2 separate regions of the Anas platyrhynchos genome follow, and region 1 is linked to region 2. Evidence: chromatin contacts called from public Hi-C data. All regions are on one chromosome and are shown on one strand. The core of a region is the stretch at or near the end of the contact, and the rest is flanking DNA. Distances in the headings are between cores, read along the strand shown.

The links. A called contact is a pair of places that touch in the nucleus more often than the background predicts.
Region 1: a contact with region 2 is called in a Hi-C map of skeletal muscle, with 2.9 times the contacts expected there. The contact joins the promoter of MPL here to the enhancer-like site in region 2. A contact is called at or near these places in 2 of 8 Hi-C or Micro-C datasets (liver and skeletal muscle).

What each region holds. Positions count from the first base shown.
Region 1 is chr8:28,252,645-28,259,029 of IASCAAS_PekinDuck_T2T, reverse strand. MPL (MPL proto-oncogene, thrombopoietin receptor) reads right to left here and starts at 4,912. Exons shown (of 13, transcript XM_072042154.1): 1 at 4,786-4,912; 2 at 4,679-4,783; 3 at 2,922-3,051; 4 at 2,653-2,828; 5 at 2,256-2,509; 6 at 2,033-2,189; 7 at 1,770-1,899; 8 at 1,312-1,484; 9 at 1,073-1,215; 10 at 833-992; 11 at 651-738; 12 at 447-534; 13 at 49-361. The coding sequence starts at 4,912. The coding sequence ends at 161. It overlaps TIE1 (tyrosine kinase with immunoglobulin like and EGF like domains 1), which reads right to left. Exons shown (of 23, transcript XM_072042153.1): 23 at 5,910-6,385. LOC119717588 (a long non-coding RNA gene) reads left to right here and starts at 96. Exons shown (of 3, transcript XR_011811214.1): 1 at 96-199; 2 at 2,979-3,062; 3 at 4,173-4,785.
Region 2 is chr8:28,217,085-28,223,427 of IASCAAS_PekinDuck_T2T, reverse strand. CFAP57 (cilia and flagella associated protein 57) reads right to left here. Exons shown (of 22, transcript XM_072041705.1): 21 at 4,215-4,341; 22 at 2,899-3,940. The coding sequence ends at 3,729. It overlaps TMEM125 (transmembrane protein 125), which reads right to left and starts at 810. Exons shown (of 2, transcript XM_027462745.3): 1 at 343-810. Within about 2 kb of position 3,732, at least 3 of the 8 cell types and tissues checked have an H3K27ac peak or open chromatin away from gene starts, as enhancers often do.

The sequences.
Region 1 (6,385 bases), core at 3,663-6,162, 34 kb before region 2:
GGCGGGGAAAAGAGGCGGGTCCGCCCCCCGGCTCGGCAGTCGGTGGGTGGTGGGGGACGGGTAGGGGGGGGTGTTGCTGTCGCTGAGGGGGGCGGCGCGAAGGAAGGAGGAGGCGGGGAGGCGGTGCAGCGCTGGTCGCGGTTTATGGGGAGGGGGCGGCTCAGGGCGGCCCGCGCGGCTCCCAGCCGCTGACGAGCAGGTAGGACTGGTTGGCGATGTCCGTGCTGGGCGCCCCGGCGCGGGGCAGCGGCCGGCCGGCGGTGGGCTCCGGCGCTGGCGGCGTCAGGGCGGCCGCGGGGCCGGGCAGCACCTCCAGCAGGCAGGGCAGCACCGCCTCCTCCGCCGGCTGCTTGTACAGCGCCTGCGGGGGGCGGCCGGCACGGTTGGGGCGGCCCGGGCTGGGGGGAGCCGGGGGGGCTCCAGCCCAGCCCCTCCCCGCCCCTCACCTGCCCCTGCTTGCCGCTGTCGTGCAGGAAGCTGCCCAGGGCGCGCTGCAGGTCCGGGACGGGCGGCCACAGCCGCTGCTTCACGGTGCTGGGCGCGGGGAGAGGCGGGCGTGGAGGGCAGGGCCCGGCAGGGCAGGGCCGGGCAGGCACCGGGTGCTGCCCCCGCTGCCCCCCCCCTGCCCCCCATTCCCGCCCCGTCCTTACCTGCAGAGCGCGGGGAAGGCGCAGCGCAGCCCCAGCAGCGCCCCCGCGATCCCCAGCGGCAGCAGCGTGGCGCTCGGCACGACCCAGCCTGCCCCGGGGAGCGGCGGCCGTGGGACGGGCGCTCCCCCAGCCCCCGCCGCGCCCCCGGCCCCCGGTCCCCGGCCCCCGGCCCCGGCCCTTACCGGCGTCGGGCGAGGCGTCCACCGCCACGGGCTCGGACCAGGCGCTCCAGCTGCCCCGGTACCGCGGCCCCACGGGCCGGGCCCGCACCTGGGCGCGGTAGCGGGCGCCCGGCCGCAGGTCCAGGACTTGTCCCCGGGCCGCCCGCGGGACCTGCAGGACCTGCGGGATGAGCCCGGCTGGGGACGGGGCTGCTCCGGCCCCCGGCTGCCGCGGGGCGCGGGGCTGCGTGCTGGGGGTACCTTCCAGTCCGGGCTGCTCCCGGCCGTGTAGCGGACCTGGTAATCCAGCTGCTCCGCCAGCTGCTCCAGGGGCGGCAGCCACTGCAGGCTCAGCTGGCCCTGTGCCACCGCCGCCTCCACCAGCTGCGGGGCCTCCGTCAGCACTGCGGGGATGGGGGCCGTGTTACTGGCACCCTACCCTGGCACCCTGTACCCAGCCGCTGAGCGAGGGCCGGGGCTGTGCTGGTGCTGGGACTGACCGGCCTGGTGCAGCCAGAAGGGATCCTGGAAGTAGCTGAGCCCGGGCAGCCCGTGGGGCCGGGTGATGTTCAGCAGGACGGCGATGGCACTGGCATTGCTGGGCTGGAAGGTACAGGAGTGGGCTCCCTGCGTCCCCACGCTGGCCTCCTCGCAGCGCTGCCACATGTCTTCCCTGCATGGTGAGCGAGCAGGCTGTGAGCCCTGCCCTGGTGGCACCGCTGCCATCACCCTCTGCCAGCCCTGCTCTGGGACAGAGCCCCCTGTCCCCCAGCCGGCGCTGCCTCCCTCCTGCTCTTGCCCAGGAAAGTCGGGGTCGGAGCGGCAGCGTGGCCAGGGGAGGTGGCGGGGAGGTGCAAGGCTGATGCTGGTGGAGCAGGGCACGGTGCCTGGTGGCATGGTGCGGGATGTGGGACACCGCTGCTCCATGCCAGCACCGCATCCCCACCGTGCCCCTCACCTTATGCCAGCCCCACGTGGAGTCTCCTGGTAGAAGAGCTCGTGGGAGCTGCTGTGCTCCGCGGGGTCCCAGCTCCACTCACAGCGCACGTGCTGCAGGTCAGGGGTGCTGCAGCACAGCCCGATGTCCCCTGGGCAGGCGAGAGCCGGGGCAGGGAGGGGGCTGCTTCCCCTGCCCTGGCCCCTCAAAACCCAGATTCTGCACCTCACCTACCCCAGGACCTACTCCCGGGTGTGGGTGCTTGGCAGCCCCCGGCCTCTCACCAGAGGAGTGGGGTGTCTCTGCAGCCACCGCCTGCGACCAGGGCCCCCACACACCGTCCATGGAGGTGCCGTCGGGCTTGGTGCGCACCTGGATGTGGTACCTCACCCCCGGCCGCAGGTGCTGGAGAACCACCCAGGTGTTGGTCAGCACCAGGTCCTGCAGGAGAGGCATGGGGCTTTGGGGGGCTGCTGTGGCCCCCGAGCCCCCAGCCCCTGCACCTACCTGCCCTGCTTGCGGGGAGACTGCGGCTCCCCCGGCCGTGGGTGTGTGGGTGCTGCTGCTCAGAGGGGTGCGGGGATCCCCGGTGTGCTGCTTGCTGGGGTCCCATGCCGTGCTGTGGGGGCTCACGGCGCTGTAGCGCACCTCGTAGAGGAAGAAGTTTGGGTAGTCAGGGAGTGGTGTCTGCCACGACACGTGGAGCTGCCCCGTGGCTCCGGCCCAGCGGGCACTGATGTTCACCGGGGGGCCGATGAGACCTGCAGGGAACGTGCCGTGGCATTCCCCTCCTGCACGGGCACCCCCGGCCCTGCTGAGGCGCAAGGTGCTGCCAGCCCCTGGAAGGGGCCCAGCTGTAGGGACGGTCCCGGTGCCCTGGTGTTGTGCCACGGGAGGGACTCACCCACCACGTCCACGCTGAGCTCCCGCTGGTGCCTGGTCTGGTTGGTGGCGGCGTCCAGGACGAGGACGTGGAGCTGGGCGAAGAGCCGCACGTCCTGGCTGGGGAAGGCGCAGACGTGCCGCGTCCCGCCGGCCTCGCGGCGCTGTGTGGAGACTGCGCACACTGTGGGCACGTCCCTGAGGAACAGACGGGGTCCTCCAGCACCCTGGGCCTGGGGCCAGGTGGAGGACCCCACAGCACTCCGCGTGCTGGGCCGGGCCACGTCCTACCTGCTGTACCAGTAGTAGAAGTGGCTCATCCCGCTCGCCTCTTCTTCCTCATTCCAGAAGCACGTGAGGTCCTCGAAGGAGCGGGAGAAGCAGAGGATGTCCTCGCGCACCTCCTCCAGCAGCGCAGCGTCTGGCAGGAGGGTGGGCATGAAGGCACCCCCGGGCACAGCACTGTCCCCATCCCACCGAGCCCCTGGCAGCGTGGCACCGCAGGGAGGGACACGCACATCACCGCGACCCGGGCTGGCAGCCCCGCTCCCCCCTCCCCAGCACACAGGGTCCTTTGGGACAAACAACCATCCCGAAATAGCCCTGCGGTCGGAGGGGGCTCGGCCGGGCCCTGGAGATCAGCGGGAAGCACCCCTGCCCTGCTCACGCCGGAAGGCGCGCGGAAGTGTGATAAGGAGGAGCAGCGCCCCAGGGGCCTGGGGCTGGCGTGGGGGCGCACAGCGCTGAGCACGGGGGGTGTCAGCCCCGGCCCGGGGTCTGCGGGGGGCTCTGGGGCTCTGCACCGCTTCCTCCCGGTTGTTGCAGGGGTAAACTGGAGCGTCGCTCCCCTGCGCTGCCAGCTGAGCCCTCCCCAGGAGAAGGGAGTGACCGTAAGAGTACCGCAGCCCCCCGATGTCGTTGCCAGGTGTCCCCTCGCTCTCCCTGCCCCTTACCTTGCCCCGACCCCTGGCCCTGTTCCTCCTTTCCCAGCTCAGCATCGCCTTCCTCCCCCAGCCCACGTCCCCTGGCCGCAGACCACAGCCGCTCCCCGCCAGCCTCCCTCCTACCTGCTCTTCCCTTTTCGCACCCTCCCGGCCCCCCCGGCCTGCTCTGGCCTCCTGCCAGCACCGCGCCTCCCCCAGCCCCGGGGGACGGGATGGGACATGGGACGGGGTGGCTGGGTCCCTGCAGCCTGGTGGCGCAGAGACCTGTGTCCCCCTGCTCCGGCTGCATCCCACGGCGCTGCGGTACCAGAGCATCTCTGCTCAGTGCTCAGTTTCCTAGGAAAGCTCAGTGCTCCGCAGCCTGCACGGAGCACCCTCAGGCATCGCGCTGGCAGCACTGCAGTGGTATAGGGGTGGAGAGGCTGCAGGCAGAGGATGACCCCAAACCCCTTCCTCCCACTGCCCCTATGGGAGAGACTTAAAGAGCCTGCCCTGCTGTAGTAGGGTGGGCAGAGACCTTGGGTGGGTGTGAAAAGATGAAGCACGAGATCCACCGTTCTGTTCAGTGAATCTGTTAATGCTTTTTATGGTGTTACAGAACGGGTTCGAAGACCTACAGAGGGGCTCAAAGGCCATGCGGATGGACCTGAGGCTAACAGAGTGGGCAGCAAAGCAGCAGGGAGCCCGGTGGGGCCAGCTCAGGGCTGGGTGGGAGCATCCCAGCGGGGAGGTAAGGTGACGGCGCTCAGGGCTGCGAGGCTGGCCCAGGAGCACCGCGCTGAGCCAGCAGTGCTGCTGCTGCGCTGCAGAGCCGTGCCCTGGGATTTTGCTCACACCTTGTCATCGGGAGCCCAACATGATGCCACACGGCTGGCAGCTGCCACCCCAAAACCGTTCCTTAGGGCTGCCAGGTCCTTTCTGCAGTGAGGGAGGCACCCCACAGGGGAGTGGGGGCTCCATCGCCCACCCCGAGCACACCTGGGTGCCCCCTCCCCGATCCCACACCTTCCTGCCTGCTGCGGGGGTCTCTCTGCACCCTGCCAGGCCAGCACGCCAGCTCCCCTCTGACCCTCCTGGGGGATTAAGAAGGCCCCCAGGTCCTACCTTGGGATGTCACCAGCTCAGGGGCCACCGTGGGGCTGCGGAGGCTCAGCAGGACCATGGTGAGCAGCACAGGCAGCCAGCCCCGGGGCAGGCAGGCCACCACCATCCCGCGTGCCGTGCTCGGTGCTTCCCAGCGCCCCGGCTGCTGCTGCGGCTCCTCGGGGCGATACCTTTATCTGGGAAGTGTCGGCTGTGCTGCTCAGGAAGCCTGGCTGGAGGCTCCCCCCGCCCCATCGCCGGCACTTCCCCGTGCCCAAAACCACCGTGCCGCGGCCCCTGCGCCGCCAGCCGCAGTGCCAAGAGAGACTGCTCCCATCAGATAGGCGGCACGTCCTGCCCTTGTGGCTACCGGCACGCCGGGAGGCTGGGGTGGGAAGAAAAACAACCCCGAGAAAGTAGGGAGGCCCCTGCTCGGGGCTGGGCAGGCTGCTGGGTGTTCTGTAACACCCGTGTCCTTGCTGGCACGTCGGAGCATGGGGCACCAGGCAGCGGCTCCGGCTCCATCCCACCCCACGCTGCCTCTCGCAGCTCTGCACGGACCCACCTTGCCTTGCAGCACCATCCAGGGCTGGGGAGCTGCTGGCACATGTCCACACCATGCCACAGGGGGGTTAGCATCTCCTTACCCCGCAGGGGATGGGGGCAGCATCGCCAGCCAGGGGGCACGGAGGGAAGGGGGGAACAGCCAGCACCAGTTTGTCACAGTCAAGTTCTGTCAAACCAATCCCACTTCCTTCTCCATCTGGTGACTGGGCTTTGCAGTCAGAGAGGCAAAAAACTCAAAACTCAAAAAAAAACCACTTGAAACTTGTTTTCAGCACGGCTGGTGATGCAGCCCCATGTGCCATTCCCAGCAGCAGCCTCAGTGCAACGAGGGGCACACAGCACCGGGCTGCCTGCAGGGGCTGGTCCTGGTCACTTGGTCACTGGGCACCTCGGTGACGGAGCAGAGATCAGAGAGTCACAGAATCATCCAGGCTGGAAGAGACCTCCAAGATCACCGAGTCCAACCTCTGACCTAACACTAACCAGTCCTCCACTAAACCATATCCCTAAGCTCTACATCTAAACGTCTTTTAAAGACCTCCAGGGATGGTGACTCCACCACTTCCCTGGGCAGCCCATTCCAATGCCCAACAACCCTTCCAGTAAAGAAGTTCTTCCTAATAGCCAACCTAAAAGATGCTCACTGATGGCTACAGTTGACACCAAACAGCACTGGAAGCCAGAATAGGAAATCAAAATGGTATTGATATGCAGGTGGGTGCCAGCAGTGACCGGGGACGTGCCCTGCTCTGTGGGGATGAGCTGGGGGCCAAGCTCATCCCCACGGAGAGCCAGCAGAGGGGACGCTGGGGCAGCCCTGGGGCGGAGGACCAGGCTGGTGGCAGAAGGCACTGCTGCGGCAGCAGAGCAGCAGACACCCTCCCCTCCGCCAGAGCTGGCTGTCCGTTGCGCTATGTTTATTGCCCATAAAGCATAGCTGTTGATTTCCGAGGGGCTGGTGCTGAGCTGGAGGCCACGCACAGTCCTTCCTCCTGCACCGGGGCTGCCGTGTCCCACGCCTGCAGCGACGCTCGCAGCCCCGCTGGCACCAGAGCACGCTGAGAGCTGCAGGGCAGGGAGCTGCCAGGACTCTGCTTCCTTCTCTCACCCCAAAATTCGGGTCTTTGTGTCCTGCCAGGGCTGTGGCGTCCCCTGGTTCCT
Region 2 (6,343 bases), core at 2,483-4,982:
GAAATCTCGATAGCTTTGGCACGCTCTGTTACACAGATTCGTGCCTCCCCTCCTCTCTGTGTGTGCAGCAGGCATCCAGCTTCCCGAGCCCACAGGGCCTGTCCTGAGGCACCCCTGCCAAGGGCTGGCTGCGGGTCCTGGAGACCAAGAGGCTCCGGTGCTTTAAGTGCCAAGGAGAAGCGTGACGGTGAGGAGGGGTGAAGCGGAGGCAGAAGGCAGGATCTGCTACGAAGCACCTGTGGAGCAGCCCACGGACCTGCCGGCAGCTACTGGGGGTGTAGGGCCCTTCCCACACGCACGGGACAGGAGCGGGGCCCTTCCCGGGAAGCCAGGCTCACTCACCTGCTGCTGACACCTCGCCCACACCGCTCCTTGCTCCCGGCTGTTTTTTCCAGGCTTTTCATCCACTGGATCAAGCTAAGAAGGGACCTCGCGGGGAAAAAATCTCTTCCCTTCCTCTGGCACCTGCCAAGAAACAGGTGCTCCTGCCGGCTCTCCTTCCTGGTCGGGTGCGGGCAGCACCAGCGACAGGCTGCGAGCCCTCACGGGGCAGGTGCATTCCCCAGCAGGGTGGCGGCTCAGCAAACCTGCTGCTGGCCTTGGCCAGGCTCCAGAGTCACGCAGGCACCACCTCGCCCTCCCTCCCGCCCGGATCCCAGCGGGCGGCTCATTTCCTCCCGGCTGCTGCGAGCAAAGGGGGTCCAGGGCTGGGGAGAGGCTGCAGGTGAGGGAAGTGTGCAGCCAAGTTGGCAGCGCCAGGGAGGATTTATTAAGCGAGTGTTTGCTGTCCTGTAAAGGCTAGGGCCGTCTGATCGCGTCGGGGCTGGGTATTTGTGGAGTGTTAGTCCAGGCGGGTGGTTGAACCAGGCAAGATGTCACAGTGCTTTTCCAGAACTCTGTGCCCACCTCCCGTCACCAGGCAGCCACAGGACCCCCTCCCTGGGAGACAGCAGCAGCAGAGCCCACCGTGCTGCAGATCTGACTTCCAAGCAATCTGGGGGGGAAGAAAAGGGCACCGAATTTGAGGGGGATCAGGGAAGCAGAAAAGGTCTCGCTTGAGAGAGGACGGGGGAAAAGGGAGTAGCAGGAGTCCTGGAGCCAGCAGGGGAATCAGGCTCCCGGATGGAGCACAGGTCCCCTCCCTTGTGGCTGGGCTTAATGATAGCAGAGGGCTACAGAGGGATCACTGACATGGGTCTGAGCAGCCAGAAAATCTCCTGTGAGATGCAGAAAGAAACAAAGAGAGCTGAACAATGGTTCTTACCTGAGCAATGGAAAGAGACTCAGTTATTAAGATCCATGGTAGTTTTTTGACAGGCTGTAAGATGAGAAGCTTAGGACATGCTAATACTTAGACACCAGTTAGTACGACATCTGTGACAGGATCTTTTGAACCTTGTGAAATACAATTTCTCCAGTGGTTGGTGAAACCTTAAAACAACAAATGGGATGTGGTGGACATCTCTATAGAAATGCTCTCGAATAACGAGCTTACCTACCCAGAAAAAATTGTCCTTTTCATGGGCCAGTTAACAAACACATCATCCAAGAGGAAACCTTGTTAAGCTCTAAAGATGGCCATGTATTCACGTTAAAAAGTGGCATGTAACTTTATAAAAGCATGAGATGCTCATCAGAGAACACAGACCAAGAGAGGATGAAAGCAGAAAGCACCTTTGCACCCTGAGAAATTCAGAAGACCATCAGAATACCAAACCATAATCAAGTTAAAACTTAATTCTGAAAGCATTTCTACAGCACATGCGTAGGAGATTGATCATGGCCTTGTTTTCCTAGTACAGAGGGAAAATATTTTTTTTCCCAGTGAATCTCTGATAAACGCCAGCTGTAACATTTTGCTATGCCTGACCTTTAGTGTTCTCCTTTGACGAACAATGTTTTAGTCACCTCTTACCCACCATGAGCAAGTTCAAAATCCTCTTGAACCAAGTTTGCCAGCTGTCTATGTAGGCTTCATCCATCAGGCTTTGTATCATCTTTAAAATGACATCTTTTTAATGAGGGTGACACACGGGCATACTTTTAAGCATATTAATCACCACTTAGAAATCATTCTTCACCTGCATATGCTTCTTCCTCTTATTAGGACAAGGTTCTTTTTCTTCAGAAAGATTGATTCCATTTCTCTAAACCACATCTATTAAAGTAGTGGCTGCTACCACTCAATTTATTCTACAAAGTGAGGGGAAAATTATACCACATGGGAGTCTAGCAAATTATATGGGTGTGTTCTGAAAATTTAAGAGGGAACTAGTTTCTAAAATATTTGCTAATTACATTAATTACATCCTCTTTCTGTACAGGAAGTATCAAGATGATTATATTGGGGGGGGAGGGAGGAAGAAAGGGTATTAAGCTAGCATGTTAAGAGACCAATTCCATCATAACTTCTTCCTTCTGTTCCCGTAAAACTTACACTTCACACAGGTTAAAGCTACAAAATGAAAGAAGTAAGACTAAGGAAGCTTTATTCAACATTCAAGGACAAGGCACTCAGCTGAAGTCTCCTAGGTCATAGGTGGTCATGGAACCATCTGTTTTACCATGGAGTTAGCCTGGAATTGTCTAGCATCCCAAATATTAACACAGGTTACATGTTATCCAGCCTTGGCACCTTGATCTTCAGTGTAATAATACTAGTAGCATTTAGAAAGCTCTTGTCACTTCTCTATACTTCAGGATAAAAAACAGAAACAATAATGTAGTGGCTGTTATAACATGATATAGCTCCCATGCTCAATCAGTAGCTAAAAATTTCTGAAGCATGCACAGAATTCTTCAGTGAGGCAGGCATGTATCCATGTGCTGACAACAAAGGATGAAAAATTTACTTTTTCCCTAATGATTAGAGAAATGACTCCTTGTTTATTTTCTATGTATCAGTATTTTCAAAAGTGTTTTATTAAGAATAATTTCACTGAAAAAAAAAAGAACTAAAGCAGTTACAGATGTTGGAAAATAGACAAAACAAAGGTGAAATTATCTAAGTTATAGGTGAGGTATGACATAAGATTTGGTCTTTATGGGAGATTTTGGAGTCTGAAACTGGGCAATGTTTTTGTCCTGATGAAATGATTTTAACAGAGGAGACAACACATCCAAAGACATGAGGCAGAGGCTTAAAGAAGGGCTCCAGTTCAAGTGTGCTCGACCACTAGGTAAAGGTTGCCTTTACGGTGTGACTGATTTTTAGTCAGGGACCGGACGCTTCCTTGGAATAAGAGACATTATTCCTGTCTAAATACAGGCAGCCCTTTGTATGGATATACAAAATACTGGAAAACAGAAGGTTGGTGGTGATTTTTGTAGCACAATACAATTAGAATTCTAGTAGAAATGTTTACAGAGTTACCAGCAGTCCTGAACTAGGACATATTTTTCAAGACACATGAGGACACATATCTTTCAAGTGTATACCTGCCCAATTATGAAGGCACAAAGATCAATTTTGCACTAACACAAATATATTTATTTTTTATCTTGACTCCTTGGCAGAAAGACTTCAGAACATGCGTGCTTAAATGAGAGGAAAGGACAGTTTACAGGAAAGGAGGAGGGGAGTAAGACTGATGCCTTGTGTCCTCAGCAATGTGTGCTGCACAAATGCTTCTAGTGGAAGAGTATATGGTCACGGAAGTCTAATCTATGCTGTTGTATTTCTTATGTTGCCAGGAGAATATAATAACATAAAGTGTCCTTGAGCCAGGTCACTGTTGCTGTGTCTTGTGGCTTCTTTCCAGATTCAGCTTAGGAAACATTCCATCCAACAGAGGCTGACCTGCAAGGCTTTGCCCCTTCTCCTTGATTTGGTCTCGTAGGTATTGAATTTCCAGCTGCTGCATTTCTATGATTTTCTCATTTTCCTTCTGTGCATTCAACCTCAGCACAGCTGGGCTGGACAGCAGTTCACTGGAGGGAGCTAAAAGATAAAAACAGAGAACAAAGAGCATAGAAACAAAGGCCTAGCTTACAGTTCTTTGGAACAAGGAAGGAATAAGCATCTTTCAGAACTGAAGGAGTAAAGCCAAATAGTAAGATTTTGCAGTATTCACCAGAATGTTACAATATAACAGGTGCCATCAGGCAAGACAAGCTGCTTCAATACAAGGGCAGTAACAGAATTGCTCACTAGGGACAAAGAGGGCTTCTGGAATGAGCCCTGACAATATGGAAACACAAGAAGCACTATTCACCTGGGTCTTGAATTGCTTGCTTCTTCTTGGTTAACCTTAGTGTTGACTGGAGGTCATGTACCTGGGTATAGGCCGCCTTCAGTTCTTGCCGCAAGTCATTAATTTCCTTAATCAGACTTACATTTTCCTGCAAAAACAATGTGCTTTATAAAGAAAAGTACAGGACTATCTCGATAGCTCAGCAATATGTATCCTCATTTCCTTCGGAAGGACACTGGAGAGCGTAGGATCAGAATAAGAAGCAGAACATACTATATGCTTGTGGAACTAGAGCAGTCAGAACTTTATGCATTTCAGATAAAAGCAACAGTACATCTGATACAAAACATGACTATTCTAATCACATTACCTCAATAAGCTAATTTTTGTTTTGCTTTTCTGACTGCAGCTTCACTTTAAGACATCATCTTCTCTGACAATTCAACAGGGAAGCTCAGGTGCTGTTCTGGGATTGATCCAATTAATCCAGAATTAATGTGAAGAAATCCCATTCCTCCCTCCAGGGTGAATTATTTTGCTTTTCACTTGCCACCATGTGCCTGTTCACTTAAATGATCCGTATCTCCTTGTAGTTCTTCAAAGACTTTTTCATTAGTTATGACTGACATCACTTTGCAACACCCCTTCCACATTATTAAGAAATATATAAAGCGGATGTAGACTTGAGACACCTACTGTTAACATTATGTTATGAGGAAAAGTTGGCCATGTATTCAACTTTTGTTCTTTTTTTAATCAGTTTTCAACCTGTAAAAGTTCAGCTCTAATTTTTTAACAGCATACCACAAAGAATCTTGCTGAAGGTGTTGTGATAGTACACATGAATGCAATATGGTTCTCCTGTACTCACTGTATTAACAGGTTTAAAGGCCTCAGGATTAACAATATGGGCTAATACTAGTGAAGGATGATAAAATTGTTGCTCATGACTCATAAACAGGAGAATCACTAGCTAAATATTTATTTTCTAATTCAAGAGGAGTGAAATTGTATATGTGCTTCTGTTCATTTGACAGTGAAATCACATCAACAGCTAGTATGAAAAGCATTAGTGATTTCAGTTATCTGTAATGGTTTTTCAGAAGTTTTGGAAAACAGCACCATTTCAGCTCCTGGAACTTCACTATAAACAGCAATATTTGTGAAAGATAGGTGGCCAAAAGGTACACTTTTAATAACAGTCTCAATACAACAGGAAACACAGCTAAACAGCAGGTGATACAAACAAGGATTACTGATATTTCAATATTGAAAAGATATTTTCAAATCTTGAATCTTTTTGATTAGATGGTAATTTTAGTTGATAAAGAAAACTATGTTGCCATGAGAGATATATGGAAAGCATGTGATTTGGTTCCTTATGATATATTAGACATATTAGTATCACACAAGAGTCAGTGCAGTAGAAACAGACAACTCAGGACTGGTTAGTAACAAAGTACCACAGTTTGCTGTATGCAGATGCATTCAAGGAGTTCAAGCTGGCAGCAATAACTCAAGGTGCATGTATCTGGCAAGATTCTTAACAGCTCAAATGAACACATGTATACCAACTATGCTATAGTTTCCCTTCATCTGAAAATCAATGATGCAGAGGCAGATTGTGGAGCATGTTAAGGTTTGAAGTTGTTGGGCAGGAACAGTTGGTCTTGCACTGGTTGTGTTGGACTCTAAATGCAGCATGAGCTAGTGACCCAATGCAGACTGCTCTGAAAATATAGTATTTTGTAGACTCTGACTTGTTTAATTCAACTCTTTAAACACCGATGAAATTTAGCTGCTATACGTTTATGCCAGAGCTTGATCCTGAATAGGATAACTTCAGAGAATCAATCACAGAAATTTTCTGGTGAACAGCTTTCAGGGTTATGTCATGCTATTTCTGTTAAGGTGCACTTTGTCATGAATAAGTTCATAAATTCACTCCAAGTGGCTGAATGCTGTTATCTATTGAAGATCGTACTTTTGTCCTATTAGCATAATGCATAGTATTCTGTATGAGGTAATCTGGGCTATGTAGAAATGTTTGGTTTGCTGGGCGCTAAAAAGACTGCTGGCTGATGCTGATAATATTCTTCTGAAGAGGCATGCTATACAGAGAGATTAGCCTTTAACTCAGTCTTTGCATT